Regions from separate parts of the Mus musculus genome. Here region 1 is linked to region 2. A link is a contact called in public promoter capture Hi-C data. All regions are on one chromosome and are shown on one strand. Each heading gives the region's core, a stretch centred on a gene start, on an enhancer-like site or on the middle of the called end of the contact. The rest is flanking DNA. Distances are from core to core; before and after follow the strand shown.

Region 1 (2,700 bases), core at 120-2,619, 230 kb after region 2:
ATGTATCAAAAGATGGCCTAGTCGGCCATCACTGGAAAGAGAGGCCCATTGGACACACAAACTTTATATGCCCCAGAACAGGGGAACGCCAGGGCCAAAAAGGGGGAGTGGGCGGGTAGGGGAGTGGGGGTGGGTGGGTATGGGGGACTTTTGGTATAGCATTGGAAATGTAAATGAGCTAAATACCTAATAAAAAATGGAAAGAAAAAAAAAAGAACCAAAAAAAAAAAGGAGTTAGCATAGAGAAATCATGATAAAATGTAAGAGGTGAATGCTGATGGTCTTAATTGATTACTACATGTATTCTATCAGTTCCCTCACAGTAGCTATGCTCTATAGACCTGGACTCATCCCGGAGAACAATGGACAACTTCACTGGATACGCAACCTCTGAAGATGGCAACAGATATTGTGTACATGTGCCATTTCTGGAGCAAGCCCCTTGTTATTCAGCAAAATTCCTTAGAAAGTCCTACTTTAAAGAAGAACGATCAGAGGATCTCATTAAACCTAGGTACTGCGTCACATGAATGAGCACTTGGCTAGTCTTACTAGTAGGATTGAATAAAAGGCCCTTTTACCACAATATGAAGCCAGAAAAGATAGCCCTTCCTACCAAGCCACAATAACATACAATGATATTCAATTCTGTGCCAGGGCTCCGATTCATTTTTGTGTTAAAATCAAGAGTTTCACATTGTGACTTTAATCTTATCAGAGACTTCTAAAGCAAATAGCACAGAATGAAAAACCTCGATTGTGTAACTTCTGTTTTTGCTGGCTATGAAATACCAAGTATCCGTTTCTTTAAAAACCCACTTCCAAATAACCATGACTATGACCTGCCTATTCACGAGTCTGGAATCTTCAAGTTTTGATTTCATTACAGAACGTGATACTTTTTAACAAAGCTCATCTATCTGGGCTTCTAGTTTATTATGATCATATACTACTATTTTTATGTTCCCAATTCTCAATGAGAGAGGGAGAGAAAGAGGGAGGGAGGGAGAGAGGGAAGAAGAGGAAAAGAATCCTGCTTAGAAGAAACCTCAGAAATGTCCCCCACCCCACCCCCAGATTGGGTTCTGCCAAGGAAAAGGGGCATTTCCCCTCTGCCAAACCCTGCGTCTCCGACCCACGCCCACCCACCCCAGCGGGCAAGCGTGTAATCCACGTGCGCGCGCGCCCTGATCCTGACCCTGACCTTTCAGAAGCTTGGAGTTAGACACCGCCTTCCTGGAGTCTCTGCGCGCCCGCCCGCCGAGCCGTGACAAACGCTCCAGGCGAGGGTCGCGAGCACGAGGGAGGGGCGGGACGGCCCCCGCCCCTCGCTGCCCCGCCCCACTCCGCCCCGCCCCTCCGCCTCTACTCAGAGGGGTGCCCACGTGCCCAGCCCGCCTTCTGCAAGCTCGGCGGCGGGAGCTTCTGTCTGCGCGGACCTGGAAAGGCTGCTGCTGCTGCTCGTCCAACCTTCGCGAGCTTGGAATCCGCAGAGCGCTGCAGCCTCTCGCTCGCCCGTGCCTGTTCCCGTCCCCGTCGCGCGGCCAGGGCACTGCCCCAGTAAGTTGCGGGTAGAGCGCGGGGGCCCCCCGAAGGGAAGCGAGCGGTGGAGCGCGGGCGTTCAGGCCGCGTCCAGCTGCTTGCAGCTGCCCGGAGGCCTCGCTCCAGCGACTGCTGAGCGGAGCGTCGGGGGCACTGGGGACGGGGACTGCCGCTCAGGACCCTGGGTCTCCGGCCTGCACCCGGGGCTACTACCCTCCTCCTCTTGTCGGTCCCCGGTGCCGCTGGCTGACTCTCACTCGAGGCGTGCAGATCCCGCAACGGCCACGCGGGTCGCAGAACTTGGACATAGGGACTGGGACTCCCCGAGTGTTCCTAGTCACTAGAGTTCTGGGAGACCCTGGGTATCTCTCTCTGGAAGGGTAGCCCGCCTCCACACCCTGCAGGAGGAGTGGTCCCCCAAGTCGTCTTTCACTCCCTTGGGGTTCTTGGTTTAAATTTGGAACAAGACTTGGATCGCCACGAAGCCTTTTCCCATCTTGCTGTGGATTGGGTAAGTCAGGTAAAATGACCTCCCCTGGGGGAGTCTCTATGGGTGTTTTAAAGTAAATAAGTGCAGTACTAAGCACTTGAGTTGTTCTGTGTGCCTTTTAATACCGTTTCACGAAGTCTTCAGCCTTGAGTACCTTAAAACCTTCGTTTCAGATAGTGGATTCGACTAGTCTGCACCGCCTTCAGTTGTCCCATATGTGCAGTGTAAGGTAATCCTATAATTATTTCAAAGAAATAGGTGCTATAAAAGTCATAGATGACTCTCAAACTAAAAACTGCCTAGATGCCAGAAGTAGAGTTAATCCAATACAAACTTTAAACTATGAAAAACTGTCTTCAACGCCATTTAGGTAATGACTTCCTTGGGACTACAGTATTAGATCCATGTGGGTCCGTTCTTCGCTAGAATGGAGCAGACTCTACGACTTGGGCTGTGTAGTTAAGTGTGTCTGCCCTGAAACTTCGTTCTTGCCTGAGGCATGCTTTTGAAATGTGTTTTTCTTTTCTGCCTCCATATTAATATTTGTATTCTTGGTAAAGAGCAATACTTTGTTGTCTCTGGCTAGGAGCTGTACTGTTGGAGAACGTTCTATTTTATTTATATATATACTTTTTGTGCGCTTAGATCTTTCTTTTCTTCTAATCACA
Region 2 (2,700 bases), core at 138-2,637:
CCCCTTCATCATGAAAGAGGAATGCCCTTGGCAAAAGACAAAGAGAATCATGGGTTAAACTCATCACTCTTGAATAAATTATTTAGTACCACTTAAGACCTGAGAGCCCTGAGCCACGGATCTTGTGGTTTATGGCACTGTCTCCTAAGTTTACAACTTCCTGATTGTAAAGTAACAGTTTCATTCCATGGGGCAACGTCAACACAACTGAAACTCACCGCTGGAACTGACGGTCTCCAGCAGGCTAGAAGACTAATTCTTCCATGAACACAATATTAATGAGGCTTTTACTAAGAGGTATGGGCAACCATCTCTGAATGTAGGGATAAATTCTTGCTGGATAAGGAGCAAAGTAATTAAATATACGTTCCCATGAAATGATAATAGCCCTGGGATCACATGACTTCTGTGCACTCGGATATAATTTTAGTCCAAGTCTGTCTGGGACCTAGATTTTAAATATAAGATGATTCTGAAAAGACTGTGTGGTGGTAACTAAGAGAGAAACAACGGGATTTTTAAAAAGGTCTTCCTTCCCAGAGGTTTTTAAAATCAGACAAGAATCTCTATCATTATTTTAATTCTAAATTATATTGCAACAAAGAGTGGCAAGGTTTGGTACTATGGCTAAGGCTTCCAGTCTTAATTAACTGTATAATCTGGAAATAATCATTTCTGTTGAGCGGCAAACGCCGGTGTGTTTTAACACACACTCACGGGTGAAATCTATACGCAGCATCTTCTTCCCAAGGGGCCAAACAAACGGGAAAGAGAAGAATACGCCATCATTCAGTCATGGCAAATATGTATCCTAGGCTCAGCTGCAGGTCCCTAGCAGCTCCAAAATGGGAAAGGATGCTTCGGGTGAGTCCAATCCTTAGCTTCAACAAGCTTCCAAGTTCATTCAAACCATCTGTCTATAACGCACTTTCTTTGCACCTGCTATTCAAGAGCTTGCTTCCTTTTCAACTGCTCAGAGCTACCAGCACCTTCTTTAAATGAAAATATTTAAAGAAAAACCGTTTATCAGCACCCTGTTACTCAACAGACAAATGGGGTCCATTCCCTCCTGCCCACCCCTGCGTCCACTGCGCACCACCTCACCCCCAAGGACAAGAGATTAGCGCCAGCTAGGCCTGTGAGCTAGCAAGAGAAAGACCGGCCTCGCAGTGCTCTGGGAGATGCTAGGGCGCCGCCAGCTCCTCCCTCGTTCGCGGTCCAGCTCCCGGCCGGGCAGCCCCGTGCGCTTAGCATCCCTCCTCCTTCTCTGCCTCCTCCGCCCGGGCCACCAACCTTGGGCGTGCGGATGTGCTCCATGGCGGGCCCGCGTCTGCAGGGTCCCCGGCGGGCGCGGCCTCACGCACCTGCGCGCGCGCGTGCGGCGCAATGGGAAGGGCGGGGAGGGGGCTTCGGCGGCCGCGGGCGTGGGCGGGTCCCGGCCTTGGCTCCTCCTCCAGGTGCGCCGGTGGTGCTGGGCGCCTGCGCGGGCCTGAGATCGCGGCTCTGCGCCTGCTCGCACCTGCGGGTCTCACCCTTGGACTTTGCTCTCCTTTCCGCTCCCTCTCTCTGGTGGAGGCTCTCACTGCCCAAGTCACTAGGTATTTTTCCAGATGGGGATCTTCAAGCTGGCTGCGGTGGCGCTTGCCTGTAATCCCAGCCACTCAGGAGGCTGAGGCAGGAAGATCATTTGGGTCCAGCAGCTTGGAACAGTAAAAGAGACATAAAGATACCCCCCATATTTTCTTTTTTTAAAAAAAGAAAAATCAAAACCCAAAGAGAGTCAGGCAGCATAAAACGGTAATACTGTGGCACCACTGTTTCCTAAGGCACAAAGAGGGCCTTGTGTTGGGTGTGGTTTCTTGGAGAGATGCGAATGAATCTGTGAAGCTTTATACCCTCATTGGCTGCCTTCCAGAGCATCCGAAGATAGGTGGAACTTCAGAATGTGGTAGGGGGAAAAAATGACTGCACCCTGATGCAGTATGCATAGTCTACTGGGTTCTGGATGTATTCTGGCACAGGCTCAGTCAGCAGAGTCTTTGGGGTGAAAGTGAGAGTAATACCAATGTTGTTTGTGCCCTAGTACTAAGGTTGCTGTCAAGTCAGACATCTCACATAACCATGTGACTTCACTGATGGAATCTTGATAGAGATGTGAAAACCCCAGATCCTGTGTTAGGTACATATCGGCTGTCTTTTCCTAGCTGTAACTAAACGACAGCTAGAGACACAAAGTATCCACTATGAGGTCCCTTTAAGGCACCAAGGGAATCCAGAGACTAAAAACACCCTCTGCCATACTGAAGTTTCATAGAACAGTTCTTGGAGTAGTATTTGTTTCGTTGTTTTCCTGGCCCTTGTTTATGACATTGTTGTAAATTCTTTGACCTTACACATTGTTTTTGATTTTGTTTTTTTTTTTAATCTCCTGTTCAATACCGGCATATTGCAACCTTCAAAATATGTTTTCATTAATGTCGAATTCATTTTAAAATTGTCACATCCCCTTTGCACGTTTTGGACCATATTCATACTCCTACCACCCGAGAGGGTAGATTGGAACAAGCTATAAAACATCACTTGTAAATGACAAGAATAAGTCAAAGTGTAATTTTCCCTTTTGTAAAGAACATCAGGGGTAGTCAAAGAAAGTCCCGCTTTAGTCAGTAGTACTTTCTGGTCTCGATTCAAACCAGCTCC

What was found. Capture Hi-C pulls out chosen DNA fragments and counts their contacts.
Region 1: a promoter capture Hi-C map of pancreatic islet shows a contact between it and region 2. The contact joins the promoter of Slc7a2 here to the promoter of Mtmr7 in region 2. A contact is called at or near these places in 13 of 39 promoter capture datasets (the 3T3-L1 cell line, 3T3-L1-derived adipocytes, the HPC-7 cell line and 8 more), 9 of 484 Hi-C or Micro-C datasets (cerebral cortex, cortical neurons, embryonic stem cells and 3 more), 13 of 115 datasets of contacts at active chromatin or transcription factors (a beta-TC-6 cell line, bone marrow-derived macrophages, craniofacial prominence and 6 more) and 4 of 9 other capture datasets (adipose tissue, embryonic stem cells, macrophages and 1 more).

The regions. Positions count from the first base shown.
Region 1 is chr8:40,860,998-40,863,697 of GRCm38.p6, forward strand. It overlaps Slc7a2 (solute carrier family 7 (cationic amino acid transporter, y+ system), member 2), which reads left to right and starts at 1,370. Exons shown (of 12, transcript NM_007514.3): 1 at 1,370-1,560.
Region 2 is chr8:40,633,405-40,636,104 of GRCm38.p6, forward strand. It overlaps Mtmr7 (myotubularin related protein 7), which reads right to left and starts at 1,388. Exons shown (of 14, transcript NM_001040699.1): 1 at 1,294-1,388. The coding sequence starts at 1,317.